Regions from separate parts of the Anser cygnoides genome. Here region 2 is linked to region 1. The links are chromatin contacts, called in public Hi-C maps. All regions are on one chromosome and are shown on one strand. The core of a region is the stretch at or near the end of the contact, and the rest is flanking DNA. Distances in the headings are between cores, read along the strand shown. Region 1 overlaps HDAC4 (histone deacetylase 4). Region 2 holds the start of HDAC4 (histone deacetylase 4).

Evidence for each region. Hi-C and Micro-C count contacts between places; a contact is called where the count stands out from the background.
Region 2: a Hi-C map of liver shows a contact between it and region 1, with 8 times the contacts expected there. The contact joins the promoter of HDAC4 here to the enhancer-like site in region 1. A contact is called at or near these places in 3 of 7 Hi-C or Micro-C datasets (granulosa cells and liver).

The regions. Positions count from the first base shown.
Region 1 is chr6:12,713,547-12,721,465 of Taihu_goose_T2T_genome, forward strand. HDAC4 (histone deacetylase 4) reads right to left here. Exons shown (of 26, transcript XM_066999846.1): 9 at 3,358-3,474; 10 at 3,073-3,271. Among named protein-coding and RNA genes, the nearest start is that of TWIST2, 140 kb to the left of the region's middle. Within about 2 kb of position 4,390, at least 2 of the 3 cell types and tissues checked have open chromatin away from gene starts, as enhancers often do. A contact at or near this core is called in liver, where this site is marked.
Region 2 is chr6:12,890,620-12,898,538 of Taihu_goose_T2T_genome, forward strand. It overlaps HDAC4 (histone deacetylase 4), which reads right to left and starts at 4,376. Exons shown (of 26, transcript XM_066999846.1): 1 at 4,232-4,376. It overlaps LOC106034581 (a long non-coding RNA gene), which reads left to right and starts at 6,873. Exons shown (of 2, transcript XR_007159068.2): 1 at 6,873-7,041.

The DNA.
Region 1 (7,919 bases), core at 3,140-5,639:
TGAGAGCCACGAGGCTTCATTATGTCTTGAGAAAGAAGATAAGTCAGAGGACAAGGTGTCAAAAAGATTTATTTCCATCACTGTCCTGTATAGTCATGCTAGTAACTTAACAAAAACATAAAGGTTATTTTGGGATGACAGGCATTACTCATATGCCCTTGGCAGTTTGGGTCTCTTGAATGACTACCTTGTGAAATACCTATCTGAGTTCTGGTAAGGGCATGTCTGCAGGAACTGTCTTCTTTTTTTAGCTGTTCATGGGTAAGCCAGTTCTTACTCTGCTCTCTTAAGACATACCTTCTTAGATATCTGGGATGAGAAGACATGCAACACAAAGCCAAACCCAAGGGTGGATGAGCTGAGGATAAGCCTTTGCCTTTCCAGTTACACACTGGGATAGAAAGCCATCACTGATGTGAACTGCTGTCTCCCTAACATGGATAAGGCTGCACACACTTTTGGGATAAAAGTACTCTTTTGCTTCACCTCACTGTACAAAACACAGTGAAATCTGCTCAAGTGGTCAGTAACATTCAAAAATGAGACCCAATTCTAGGGCTGGGGAAGTTGTTTCTTCTCCCTTTCACCTTGTGGTCTTTAGTTGAAAAATGAAAAGCTGCACAGAAGTCTGCAGCCAGCTGAATGCAGCAGCTGAGAAATACCTGAAGTTCCTGGCCCAGCCAGGACCTTGTCTCCTTGTCCCACTAATTCACAGAACTGCCCTACGTGGAGGAACTCAATTCACTTAAAAGCCTCTCTTCTTGTGGCAATTTACTGAGTTTCTCCCAACCTTTGCTTTCCTGAAAAGAATCATGTAAAAGGGTATCGTATTTTATAAATATGTGTGTGTGTATACATACATACAAAAATATATGTTTGCATGTGTGTATGAATATATGAATAATTTGGAAAGCTGTGGTCCATTTTCCTTACAGCACAGTTCAAATCAGAGAGCAGAGGAAGGGATCCTACACGTCTCTACAGGATATCTTCAAAGACTACTTGCCTCCAAGTGAATGACCAAAGTCCCCCTGTGAATGCTTTCCAGGGAGACACGTTCCTACTCCGTATATACACGTCAATGTGAGAGATGTTATCCAGAGGAATCAGTCGCAAGAGCAATGCCAGATGTAAGGAATTCTGCTCTAGTGTGGGACACAGTCACACTGCTCAGATTTTATTATCGCTTTCTACTCAAGGTGAACCATTCATTGAGCTCCAGCTAAAATCCAGAAGCTAGCTTCGCAAAAACAGTTCCAAGCTCACAAAATCAGCAAACATTTGTCCAGTAGGGACTCTTAGCTTCCCCAGACTCCCATGTCTAACTGCACTAAAACAGCATGCCATTGTGCTGGATCATTTTGTAGCAGTCATCAGGAGACTATCTTCAGAGCTGTAGGCTACCAACAGAATAATAATAAACTCCACTTTGCTTCCGAGGAAATTATAACTACTGACTGTAGTTTGGCAGCCAGTCCACTTAGGGCTTTTGAGACCACGTGTTAGCTTGCTCTGGTTCAGTTGCTGCATCTGGAACGTGTGTTTCTTGTTGCTGCTCTGCTGTAGAGTGAATATTTCTCCTAAGTGTTGGTTTGTAACAAGTTGTACTTGCTCTGAAAACACCACACGTAGCAGGTGGACTAGAAGGAATACACTTGGAAGCACACACAGTACACTTAGCGGATGGGAGCTTTCAGAGAGGTGGAATAGGAAACAGAACAGCACTCCCTACATTTGCTTTAAAGCAAACGCCAGCATGAACAGAGAAAAAAGTTTTGGTGATGTGATAAGAGAGGAAATCTTCCCCAGTGACTCTTCATCAACAGTCCTTGGGCAAAGGGCAACTGGTGAAGAGACACATCATGACTGAGCAACCTCATCATTCCACGACCACCGTGACAGAAGAAGGCAACAGGAAACTACATAAAGGTTCGTGGAAACTGTACAAACCACTCTCAAGGCTCTGAGAGTGCGAGTTAAACACCATACTTCCATGCTTCAGATTCCCCATATGTACATGTTTATAAGCTTAACACAACCCCATATATATTCCTGGAATTTGAATGTAAGATCAGACATGAGCCAAACCAGACAGCAGTGCTGTAATGTTTCAGCAATCAACATCTCTCAAGAACTTCATAGAATCATAGAATGCTTTGGGCTGGAAGGGACCTTAAAGATCATGGAGTCCAACCCCTTTGCAACACTTCCCCCCAGCCCCATCCAGACTGGCCTTGAGCACTGCCAGGGATGGGGCACCCACAGCTCCTCTGGGCAGCCTGGGCCAGGGCCTCACCACCTGAAAAAATTCCATTAGAAATGGAATGAAAGAAATAAAAATCAACACGTCTGTAATTTACGCAGACCATCCTTTGTCCCAGCACTACACAACGTAAAATAGAAATGCATCCTACTGGGGAACAGTGCTTTGAATCAGCCCTATTTATAGAAATACGCCTTCCCACAGGTACTTAATTCTGAAAACATGACACAGGGAGTGATTCAAAGCAATTAACATACTGCAAATGTAACATATACAAACAAATACAATCTGTTTGAATGCAGTTGATTTTGCCATGTTTTTGCCATTTATAATAATGATGAAAAGCCAGTATTTTAATCTGTGATTTTGCAAATGTGTGCCTCTGTTATACATGGAATAGCAACCACCAGTGATAAACAGGACGGGTAATCACAAGACACAACATTTTTGTTGCCACTTTCATCTACAGTGGTTAGAACTCTAACAATATAGCTTTAAGTTGTTACATCCATAAAAAAAGCATAAGTTTGCAGGTAGTACTATCTACTATCATTTCACCAAAATGACAAGGCAGCTTCCTCCCACCTCTGGATGATGTGATCAACCCCTGATTTTGCAAATGTTGCAACCACCCAATGTATCAATGAACAAACACATCCTGCAAGTTTGTATGTTAAATCTAAAAAATGTATAAATAATATGGTATCTCTTTTGTAAAAGAGATAGAAAAAAACAGTGGATGCCATTTGCTCTCCTTCCCCTGCTGGGACTGCGTATCAGGCTTTGTGCATTATCTACCGTGTGCTCACCTGTGACTAAGGGAGTTTGTGCAGTTGGCTGTTCCAGTAAGACCATGTGTTGCAGGAGAGGGTTATGTGCGGTTCCCCCATCTCTTTCCAACGTTGTAGTGCTCAGGTAGGGAGTGAGGTGGGTGCCAGGAAACAACGAGATCCGCTGCTGTAAGGTTGGGATAGTAAGTCTTTCAGCATCCTGCTGTGCTGATCCTCCCTGCAAATGCACAGGTGATGTCACGGTGGGTTAAGGGATAAATCAGTGCAAGCAACAGTTTATGGACTGCATCCCCCATCACTTACGCTGGAAGGGCCAGTTGCAGGCAGTCCTAGCGTGATGTTGGGCAAAGAAGGAGATGTGTAGAGCGGAAGCTGTGTTACCGAGCCTTCACGATTCACAAGTCTATGAGCCAGGCTGGTCTGGAAACAAAATGGAGAACATTGTCCCAGTGAGACAGCATCTGCAGATTGGAGGGGGGACACCTTACAGTGGCTATAATCACACACCAGAAACATACAGAGCAGGAAATTTCACTTCTGACACTCGAAATACTGAACAAGGGAGGTAAGCTGTGCTTTGAATCCAGCCTAAGTGCGTGCAGATGAGATTCATCTGCAGAGCTGCCCCGAGCACCGCTGCTGTGACCGCAGAGCCCTCTGATTTCTCACCGCCTCCCACAGCAGTGACAAGGCCAGGGTAAACATCACAGGGACGATCTCGCTCTGCAGCTGCCGCCAGCATCGCTGCCCTACTGAGAGACCTTTCACTCTTTATTGGATCTCGCTTGGAGATTAAAGATCACCTGTGCGTCCTCACCAGTGCTCTGCTTCCATGCAGTCTTCATGCAGGGCCACTGCAAAAAGCTTTTGCAAAGATTTAACAGCTAACTTGTCCTTCTAAAGTGTTTGCCCTTTTAAAGCTAAAACAGATTACCTTAAAAAAAGAGAAGAGGCATTACGATGGCTGTTGTTTTCTTTAGCAAATCGCAGACAATTTATGCTATTTACTAGTGTGCTTTACCTTAAATCAGACTTCAAAATTCCATCAAAAACCCTTAAGGTTGCACTTATGTACTATTTCCTGATTTTCAGGATGAAATGTGAGATTTACTGAATTACCTTATGGCCATTTAAAGGAGAAACACTTAAGTAAAAATACCTAAGTTTAAAATGAGATTGATTTGAAATAGTTGGTAGAAAGCCCATTATAAAAATTACATTAATTTAAACTGCCTGATTTTTCTGTTAAGAAACAAGCGTTCTGATCACACCGAATTCTCACCGGTAGGTGATTTTCCAACTTAAATAAAATAGCATTTAGATTTCAGAAAGACTTCCTGCAGAATTTTACACTTTTAACTCAGGTGCTACTGTGGAAAAAAAAGGGACAACGATTAATGCAATATTATACTATGGCACAATGTGTATCAGTGTAACAGAGATCTGAGTAATGGCTTTATACATTTCAGACCTAAACTCATAGTCCTGTAAGACTTTGCAGGTTATTTCCTTGGTTGCAGAACTGAGTGGATCACTTCTGGGTAACAAAAACCTCCTTTTCTCCCTCAAAGACTCTAAGGTGAAACTTGGTGCGTAACACCACTACAGCAACCACTTGGGGGAAAAAAAGCACTAATGTGAGAACAATTATTGAAAAACAAAGAATCTATACACGGCAAACTTCAGAAGCAATCCTGCCTCCGTGCTTTACAGAAATGTAAGCAGGCCAGCTTTAATAGGGCACCCCAGCTCTGCTACCTGGAGCTAGTGCTGCCTGTGCAAGAAAAGCAAAGCCTCCCACGACTGTGTTTGTCACCTTTCTTAGACACGGGGCTGTGCTTTCAAATGTGCTCTTCAATGTGCCACAAACCTGCTGCTCATTCTTCCAGTGTCCAACCACATCTAAATGCCATAATTCAGCAAAGTCACTTAGTTTTCATATGACACTATGCAAAATTTCATCTGTAAAGTGATTTTTTTATTTCCCTTTGTCTTCTTGTGCCTTCATTAATGTCAGTCAAGCTTATTGAAAATATATTAAAGAGTAAATCTGTTTTTAAGATCTTAGTTCAAAATTTGCTGCCACAAAGGAGGAAATTGGAAAAAAGCATTTTGCTGTTGAATGCTACCTGCTAAGGGCATATGATTGTGCATACCCACACACTTCTTTTTCCAAGTAATTTTGAACACCACTGGCAATTTTGCTTTAATTTAAGTAATACAAAATGTTAGCATGCCACATTGAGAATAAGATAGCTATTGCCAGCAGAGTAATGAAATATTTTACTGATATCATAAACGAAACAAAACGACATCAATTTTCTCTTTGAACAATCAATACAGTGTAGTTGTGCCTCAAACTATCTCCTGGGGATTTGTTTTAAAAACAATGATGAGAAAAGTACAGCAGCTTGACATTATCAGCATATGATATTTAGCAGCATTATCATCACTTTAAATATACAGATCCCATCTATGGGTTATACACAAACATTTTTAGAATTGCACAGAAGAGAACAATTTCAGCATGTACAATTTCTGTCTGTAATCGAGTACTTTTTATAGACTTGTATCAACTACAATGGCAATGAATATCATGTACCTTTCCAAGACAGAAAAAAACTTTAGATTTAAAAACACTATTTAAAAATAGATATTGCCTATTTTAAAGGAGGCAGAGAGCTCTAGTCTTTCTACACTGAAGGCAAGCACTTAAACTTGACTAATGAAGTACCATGTTCCAACATATCTGAAATGGTTTGGAGCCGACCTTGCAAACTAACAAGCAGAGACATATTTCTCATTTAAAATTAGAAAATAAAGCTAACCATGAAATACTTAAAGCTGGCAACGTTATTTTTTCATAAACATTTAAATATATACAATATGCAAAATTGGGAAAATGATAAAAGCCTGGTCAACTGGTATCAAAGAAATCTTAAACACCTGGGCTACAAGGTAACACTTCTTATACTAAAGAAGATTTCAAAGAAACCAAAATCCTGCCATGCCCAGCTTTTCCCAAATAAACCTCTCTAGGCAAATGGATCAGCTAATATCACACAACACGAGATGCAAAGCCATTTCCCCCAGAACTATTGCAAAGGACTAGGACATTTAGCTAAGCCATTCAGATGCTGGGAGGAGAACAATTTGTGCAATGGGTTATCGATGTTCTGTTTGCCATCACATGGTGATGTACGTTTTCTTCTGTTTTGTGATAGAAACGATCCAATATACTTTATGCAGCCCTGCACATCTCTAAAATTAAAACTAAATCATTTGTATATTTTCCTAATTTTCCAAAAATCATGAAAAGGTGAAAAAGCTTTATACGTTCTTTTCAGGGAAATTACATGACTCCTCCTTTTTGTATAATTTTTTTTTTTGGAAATGATGCATGAAGTGTTGCTCTTTCAAAAACCTTATATCAAGGAGCTTCCTTTCTTGCATGCAGTGGCATTACTGTGAGTTAGGCACTGCAGTACAGTTGCAAAAGAGGTAAAGGGAAGGTGGTTGTCTTTGACATTTTTGGTTTCAACTCCCAGTTATACATTTTGGCAGTACATGGATTTTCTTCCAAATTGTCTGCACCCCTCATGCCTAAGCCTGACTTACAAAATTGCTGCATTACTAGAAGTTGATCAAAACCATTTTTTTACAGTTTGTGTCTGTGTCCATTTTATTAGGTATTGGGGGTCTAGTCACAGATAATTAGCTCAAATTATTTATTTGAAAAATTAAATGGTTAAGGAGTATGCTACATCTTCATATACACCTTCAGGACATAATACTGACTAGCAGGAACATTCCCATAATGTTTATATCACAAGGAACTGTCAAATCCAAACAATTCCATCATTAGTGCTTGGAAGTTTGCCGTGCACAAAGTATAGGTATGACTGACAGCTGCTAAGCACTCATTCTCCTGGGGCTAACAGGAACGTACCTAAGACGTGCCACCAGCTCAGCCAGGCTTCAGTTCTGCAAACCTGATAAACAACCCCACCCGTAACATCTCTTCCCAGATCTCCTCCAACTAACAGACAGTGTGCATCTCAAAAAAACACATTTCTTCAGAACAGCTTCAGTTCCCAGTGTCAGGCGAAGATTCTAACTTACACTGTTTCAATCCTTACAATAATTGACTTAATCCTTTAAGGTCTACAATAAAGTGGATGGAGTTATGTGCTGGGTAAGTCGTCAGGGGAGAGGGTGGAGTATTAATGCAGGGAATATGCCTACATGCTACGCTACATTAGAAATAAAAATAAAGTGAAAACCCGTACAAACCTAGAAAGTGAAAAGGGCCTACATTTCTGCTGTAAGAAGTCCTTTTCAACTCTAAATGACAATTTGGGGAAAACAAGCCCAAGCTTGTTTTTACAGTCCTGATGTTAAGACAGACACTATATTCATGGGGGGAACTGCAAACGGTAAGCTGGATAAAAGGAAATGCACCGGTGACATGACACAACCACCCTGGTCTTCTACACCTAAGGCTCTTAGTGGGAGCCAGTCAACATGGCCCACAACCCAAAATCTGCCTTTAGAAAAAGGGGGGCTTCAGTAACCCTGAACACAGGAGCTGCTCTGTTGAATCAACCTCCTCTTTGTCCAGCCAGATACCCTGCCTTTGACATCCGCAGAAGTCTCAAGCGATGGTGAGAGCTTATGGGATTAAAAACTAGCACACAGTATCTGGCACCATGCTTCCAAATCCTGAGTGGGGAGGAAAAGGTTAAATCTGTTTCCTCTAAGCTGGCTATGGTTTGGCCACACTTTCACTAACCTACTGCAAACAAGAAGTTCACCCTGTGTACACTGTAAGAGAACAAATGCCCCAAATTTTAAAATCCTTGTAT
Region 2 (7,919 bases), core at 3,126-5,625, 180 kb after region 1:
TAGCAGCAAACGAACTGTTCTGGTAACACGACCGAGTGCTCAACCAGAGATGCATGACAAGTAAAAGTGAAGTCCCAAGGGCTTGGGGTTCTATACTACCAGGTAAGTGCGATACAGTAAGATGCACATACATATACACACACAAACACAATATTTCCAGTAAATATAAATACAGGTAATGCCAGGGAGCACAACACAACCAATTCTTTAACAAGAAGAGGCCAGAACACCAAAGGAGCGTTTTAACCCCAAGAGTAAGTTGGCAGAGCCGGGTAGCAAACAGGAAGGTTTTCAAACCCTGAAGAGCGAGCATCACTTTCAGCACACTCTTAATCCACTTAACCCAGACAGTCGCACGCTACACTTGAGAAAACACGAGGACAACTGGTTTGCTGTGACCTTACAGGTAGGCATGGCGCACAACAGGCGCTCCAGGAATGCAATCTGGAGGTGCTAAAAGCTGAAGGCAGCTGTCTCTCGGCGGAGCATGCCCGGCATTCAGCGGAGCAAGAAGGTAAGCACCCACGTTGTCTGTCTGCACTCCTCAAGGTAAGGCCGTGCAACAAGTTTTAAGAGACACTCAACATACTAATCCCTTTTCGCTAAGTTATTTGACAAGCGCGTTTGTGAACTCTCACCCGTTCTCAGCTCTGGATGAGGAAAGAAACGTGACCTTGAGTCTCTGACCCTACCGTATACAGCGTGTGTGGTGGGAAATTGTTCTCCCAAGGCTTTGTTTTGCACGTTTTGGGGTATGCCCATGTAATAGGGAGCTCGTAGCTGCCTCAGACTAGAAACCCACAAACAAACCTAGAGGGAAAGTTTCTGACGTTGCACACACTTCTACAACACAGATGCACCTTAAGATGGCTTTCAAGAAGCCTACTCCCCAGAGAGCTCAAAGCCATTCAAGAAGAGATTGAGAGGGCAATGCCATCTAAACCCAGGGGCTCCTGCTCATTTCTAATTTTTATTTTTAGTAAGTCCTACTCCTTGTCCTTGCAGTTCACCGTGGGATTTAGCACGGAAGGCTGGGATCAACTCCACCTTTTTGGCAAGCCCATGAATAAGCAGCTCCTGTGCTTCTGCCTCTGCCCACAGTGGAAGGGAAAGAGGAAAATTTACCAGGTAACTTCCTCAGAAGCTCATCAATCTGCATGTGTCGGTAAACACATCGCTCCAAGATAAAGAAAATAAATCTCCCTAAGGGCCTCGCGGTTTTTCCTTTTTCTGCACTAATGGAAGTCACCCGTGCAACACAAACATTGCGAAGCAGAAAGCTGCATCCTGACCAATGCAGAGGTCAGCCTATGCAAGAAACCACTTTTTTTCTAATTTATTCTCCTAGTTTATTCCTTTTGCTCATAAGTCAGCATTAATCAACGAGCAATAAACGATACTTCCATGGAAAATGTCGCGTCCGTCGCGCATCAGGAGCTCGGTGCACAGAACCTGCTGCCTCCCGAGCTGGGCTTCTCCGGAGCTTCCTGCTCGTGGTGCTGACCGCAGGCTCCGCAGCTCAGGCCTGCCAGCCTCGCCGTGCTACGCAAGCACAGCCTTCCAAAGGAGCAGTTCCTCCCCAAAGCATAAGAGCTTTCATTCCATACGTACGCTTTTCTTTCATGCTTCCATCCCATTAAGTAAATGACAAATTCCTCTGGTATTCTGAGGTAATTTTCAAAATGCGTTTCGTGCTGTTCTAATCCCGTCCTCTCTCTACAGCCAGGTCCTGAAGCAAAACACTAAAGACATTCTAGGGCAGCAAAGTAAAATTTGAAAGATTTCAAGATTTTTTTTTTTAGAACTTTTTTTTCCCCTCTAAGTTCAGACAACCAAGGGCACAGCGTAATATCAGCAGCCAAGATCTGTCAGATGCACACGCTGAAACATGCCATTCCAACACGACAAAAACCATAGAATCCTGGAAAGCCGCGTCTTACACATTTGGGTTCATACAGAAAATCTGCAGTCACTAAAACTTACTCTTTCTAACTGGGTGGCATTTTACATTTCCAAATGTAATTGAGTGAGCACGTTGCCATGGTTACGGTAGGATTCTGCAATAACTTTGTTGCCTTGTAATTGCTGTATATTTGTATACAAGCAGCTGAGCTTTCCTAATTCAATGCCCTCTTAACTCTTTCGGAGAGGCAGCTTTGGGGCAGAGAACTCCGCGCAGCAGCAGCGCAAGCACCAGAGGGGACTGGAACTGGGCGCAGCGACAGACCACGTAGAGGGGGGGAAAAAAAAAAAAGAAAAAAAAAAAAAGAAACCTTGCCAAGAAGCAGATTATTAAACTTCAGAGCTCCTTAGCTTTTAAAAAATGTTGTTGTTAAGAAAGTCTAATTCAGATAATTAACTTCAGGTAGCTTTTGGCAACGGCTGAAAGCACTCTGACAGCGGCGCAAGTCCCACTTAGTGACGGTCCGTGCCACCAGTAAATCAAAACGCATTGGCAAAGAGGTCGCTCGCTCCATGGTGAAATCCACCGGGGCACGAGGACCACAACGACACTCGCTCCATCCCCGAAATCTCAAATTAGCGTGAGGAAGACAACAGAACACAGCTGTTGGCAACGAGCACCATGCACCCCTGGCGAGAGCCAGCGCCGAGCAGCGCGTGCCCGTGGCCTGAGCCGCCCGCGGGCGCCCAGCACAGCACCGCGTCTCGGGAACGATTCCCGAGGGGTGATCTGCTCGGGAGCACGAGGTGATCCCGTGCGGCGCGATCCGCCCTGGCGAAGCGAGCGGCCGCAGCACGGAGCCTCGTCTGTGGAAGCCTTCGGACGCGAGCTATGGACAAGCAAGCAGGAGGGGGAAAAAGGCTTCCCCTATCATGAAATGCACGCACAAAACAATTACGCAAGTGCTTTGAATAAAAGGCAGGTTTACTTCCCTTTAAATGGCACCGGGTACCCAGCCATAACGTCCAATAATTGTTATGTAAATACGTCTGCTTGCTTAAGATGCCACGCTGCATTCGCCATGCCACAAACACTCCGAAGATAACATTTAGGGAAGCTCGGGGATTGCACAGCATCTTCCCTGATAAATTCCTGCAGCAAAACCCACACGCGAGCGCTCGGCAACACCTCCCTTCTGCTGCTCCACATGCATTATAAGCTATTTTTTCCTCATCTTCTTTTTTTTTTTTTTTTTTTTTTCCTTTTTTAAGTTACGGCCCAAAAAACTGTTGCACAAACCTGCGGCGTGCCGGGGCGAGAGGCTCCCTGCGCTCCCCCCGGATGCCAAAACCGATGCATTTTGGGGGGAAAAGCCTGCTTTTAAGGACAGGTCCTAGCTCAGGCTGGGCTGGGATCTGTCATTCTCTGTTGCAGCCTAACCTCGCCACAGGACCTCCGAGCGGCGCGGAGCATGAAAACACGACCCCCTTTATGCTTTCGACACCGAAAAAAGCGCTTTTCGGGTATTTTTGCCCTTTGGGAAGTGACGGGGGGGGGGGGTGCCGGGTCCGGAGGCCTCTCCCCGCGCAGCCAGCGGGGCGCCGCTCCCCGCAGCGGGCGGTGCGGGGGGCAGACCCCGCTCCCTCCGCAAACTTCGGGCAGCGGAGCGGAGGGCCCCGGTCCGCAGGCGTCGCCCCGGGGCCGCGGGCTCCGAGCGGCGGCGGTGGCGGCCGCCGCCTCCCCCCCAACCCCCCGGGGAGGGCTCGGAGGGGCCCGTCCCGCCCCGCCCCGCCCCGTCCCGGTGCCGGCCGCTCACCGCTGCCCGCATGGCCCCGCTCGGCCCCGCTGCGCTGCGCTCCCCGCCGAGCCCCGCGCGGCTCCGAGGCGGCGGCGGCGGCGGCGCGGGGCGGAGCCGCGGCCGCCCGGGAGTGGGGGGCGTGGCCGTGCGCGCTGTGGGAGGGGCGGGGTCACGGCTGGCCACGCCCCCTCCCGCCTCATTCACAAAAAACGCCAGCGGTGGGAAGCGGGGGGTCGGGGCTGAGCGCCCATTGGGCGCCGCGGCTGCCCGTCACCGCCCCGCCCCGCCAGGCGCGCCGGCCAATCAGCGAGCGGCAAGGGGCCGCCGAGCCGCTCAAATCCGCCCGCCGCCGCCGCCAGCGCGACGCTGATTGGCTGCCGGAGCTGCCCGTCACCTCCCCCCCACGCACGCCCCGCCCTCCGGCACCCCGCGCGGCCGCAGCCCGCAGCCGGGCCGCCGACCCCTCCCGGAGCCCGGCGGCCGCGGGGAGGCCTCGGGCGGCAGCGGTGCCCGCGGGGCCGCGTACTGACCTGCGCGGCGGCGGCGGGGAGCCGGGCACGGCGCGGGCACGGCGCGGGCACGGCCCCGGCGCGGACACGGCGGCGCGCGCGCCCCCGACGGCCTCAGCCCGTGACGGGATCCGCCATCTTGGAATTTTTAGCGGCGGGGTCACGTGGTGCGACCATTTTCCCCACGGCCAATCAGGGCGCGCGGGCTATTTATAGCCGCGGCTCCCTCCTTGCCTCCCCGCTCCCCCTGCCCCTCCCGCCGGGGGGGGAAGGCAGCCAATCAGGCCCCGCCTCGCACCGCCAGGCCCCGCCCACCGCCCGTCGCCTAGGCGACGCCGCGGCGCGCGGCCCGGCCGCTGCCCGCTGCCTGAGGCGGCCGCGGGCCATGGCGGCCATTTGCTGCCCCCTGCCCCGGCACGGCCGGGCCCTCCCGGCCTGAGTTGCAGCAGCAGTCCCGCGTCCTCTGCTCCTCCTGCACCAACTGACAGAGCCACAACTACAGCACCCTCATGTATCATCCCCTTAGAGTACCCTGATTCTCAGGATAATGCATAGTATACATATTCTCAGTATACTATATAGTATATATACCTCATACCATGCTACACATATATATATAGCATCCTGATTCCCAGAATACTCCAAGGAGATACATTTACTGGAAATACCGTGGAAAATGCAAGCCATAGTAGATACACAGTGTTTTATTAGCCTATGGATTTTTTTTTTTTTGAGGATTTTCCGCATCCAAAATCCCGCTCCTGAAGTTTCTTTAAATCCATCTAGTTACGTACAAAAATGGTGGCTAAATACACTGCTTTTAATAGTAAATAGCTGAATCACACTATGAAAAAGAGAGAGTACAGTTCAAAATACAAATATTTGCCTGAATTATCAAGGGTAAAAAAAAAAAAAAAAAGGATTGCTCCACACACTTGCCACTACCATGCTTTCCTAGGAAGTGTCCAACGTTTAATTGATTTTTCTGTTTTCTAAGGAATTAACACTATTGAATTGTCAAACCTCCTCGCGCGGCCGTTTCGTGCCGGGCCAAGCCCCCGGCTGACACAACCACCATGCCGCAAGAGTTTTGCTGTTCTGCCTTTGCTGTGCTCTGCCTGGCGCATCCTGCCTGCGGTGCGTGAGGAGCTGATCACCACCTCACGCTTCACTGAAGGCGTCGCCAGTGACCAAGGAGAGCCTAAATCTCCAATGCTGTGACATCAAATCTTATTAATCCACTTTTTTTTTTTTTTCCGATAGCTTTTTTTCTGAAGGTGAGGCACCATGCCGGTCCTAGAAGGAGAGATGGTTCTCTTTGGCTCTGTTCTGAGGTAAAGGCCATCTGCACAGCCTTCAAAACTCTCCTCTCCCATCCAAGTACAGCTTCCAGAGGATGCTTGTGCTTCACATAGGTGGAGCCCTTGGCTTACACAGAGTTAAAGGAGTTAATGGTCCAGGCACGGACTCAGTGGTCTGCTCTTACGCCCCGGAGTGCAGCCGCTGTGCCATACTCTTAGCCCGCCAGCAAATAGATGGGGACTTCCCACGTCGCTTTCAAGGAGTTTCACAGAATTCTTAACATCCTTGACTAAGACAGTATAAAATATATCTTTCCTACTCGTATGCAGCCATCCCAGCACACTTCTGGTAATTTTGATTAATTGACTCTTGCTAAATTGCTCTTAAACTTCCAGACTTTCCTTAAAGAATAATGGACTCCTGTAGTTCAGCCATCTGGACTTAGGTAAAATCAGGGACCTGAAGAGAATTGCTAACAACTTCATCCCTCCCTCAAAATTTACACATATATATATATATAAAAGCATAAAAGCGCAGCCTTTTTTTTTTTTTTGAGATGTTTAATGACTGCATATCCATTCAAAAGGGCCACCCGTCTAAAAATCCTGTCATATTGATTTGACCCCTACAGTTGCTTTTTTTCCTGTTCTGTGAACAACATGCTCACTTCTTGGCAGAGGTCAGAATTAGTCTGACAGTTCCATCAGCAAAAGCATCCCATTAACTTCAGCTTTCCAGTCTTACTTTATTTTTAGAAGATTAATATATTAGCAGAAATTTACAACAAGCATTACATTTTGATTATTCTAAGCTTGAGCATACGGGCAGCACAGCCTGCCTTGTTGTTTTGGAATATTCTCCCTTTAATATGCATCTAAGAACACCACTGGCATGAAGAGCATCACTTCTGCATAAAGCTAAAGCCCGTTTTGATTCATTTTTAGGTTATATTGGCTTGTGGGCTTGTTTGTTTGTTGTTCTTTGGTTGGTGAGATTTTAGGTTTCCTTGTACAGTTGTCCTGATATCTTTATTTCAGGGCCGGTTTGTGTGCTCACACGTATGTACGCATGTGCGTATAAATAAGCTTCTAAATTATTTTAAAGGGTCAAGCTACATATGGGTGTAAGTGCTTTAGGACTAGAAGGTCACTAATGCAGATTGTGTAGCTGACGAGGCAACATTTGCAACTGCCACAAGCTCCTCCGCGGACCTGACGCCCGGCGGTCACACAGGTGGCTGTCTGCCCTCCCTTGCGGCTCCCCGTTCCTGGCGGTTTGCTCACCAACACGAGGTGCAACCAACGCTTTGCCTAAGAGGTCCCCGCAGGTTCCAAACACAGTGGGGCCCGGAGGTGCCCCCCAGCTGTCTCCTTTCCCCACCGACTGTACGCTGAGGGCTGGACGCTGCACTGCAGACCCGTTCTGCCACCCAGCTGAGTACGTTGCCTCCAATGCCCTCTGCAGTGCTGAAGTCGTTTAAAAAGGTGAAGGAAGAAAAGAAAATTGTACCCTAAAAGTTGCCATGGAGTGTAAGTTTTATCTTCAAAATGTGATTGATGCCGTACTAGTGGTCGTGGGCGTGAATACGTGTATCTATTAATACCCAGTCTAGGCTAACCTGTGCATAATGACAGAAAATTAAACCTTGTCATTGTTCGGATAAATTAGAATTCAAACATGAGCAAGAAAAAGTATTCTTCCTATATGTTAAATCTGACTGTATACAGTGTGGTCTGGCTTTGCTGTAATTGCAGCTGAAAAGTTTACTCAGAAGCCATTTGAATTAAAATACAGAAATTATTAAAAAAAAAAAAATGGCAGAGCTAATTCATAAAGACTTAAATAAAATGCAATTACAGAGCTTCCCGCCTACCTCCACCTCATCCCTAGCCGAACTCTACTTCTTGTTTGTCAAAAATGGTTCCATTTTTTTATGTTCTTAAGCAGGTAACAGCCATCACAACACTCCTGCTGATTTCCCTCCCCAGCCACAGGGTTCTGATTAAAAGAAAATAGCGTCCCTCAGCTTTCTGTCCCCATGCTCCCTCTTCTACCACCTCCTCAGACACAAAAAGAGCATCGAGTAAGGGAGAAAACCAGCAAGAACTTCCTCTAGATCCTTGCCACTGAAGAGCAACACCTACCCCAAGTGCCAGTGTTTCAGCAGTCACGCTTAGGCACAAGTGTGTGGACTGCATCCTTTTCTTTCTCCTGATCAGTTAGTTGCCATCATTGTTCTCCCCTGATATTTTTCTCCCGCCAGCCACCCTTCTTTACCTTATCTCCCACTCCCATCTGTTCTGCATCCTTCCTACATCATACTCATTTACTCCTTTCTGCCATCAGGAAAAAAAAAAGCCACAGATTTAAAACACATCTGTAATGAAACAGAGAACGTTAAATTCAC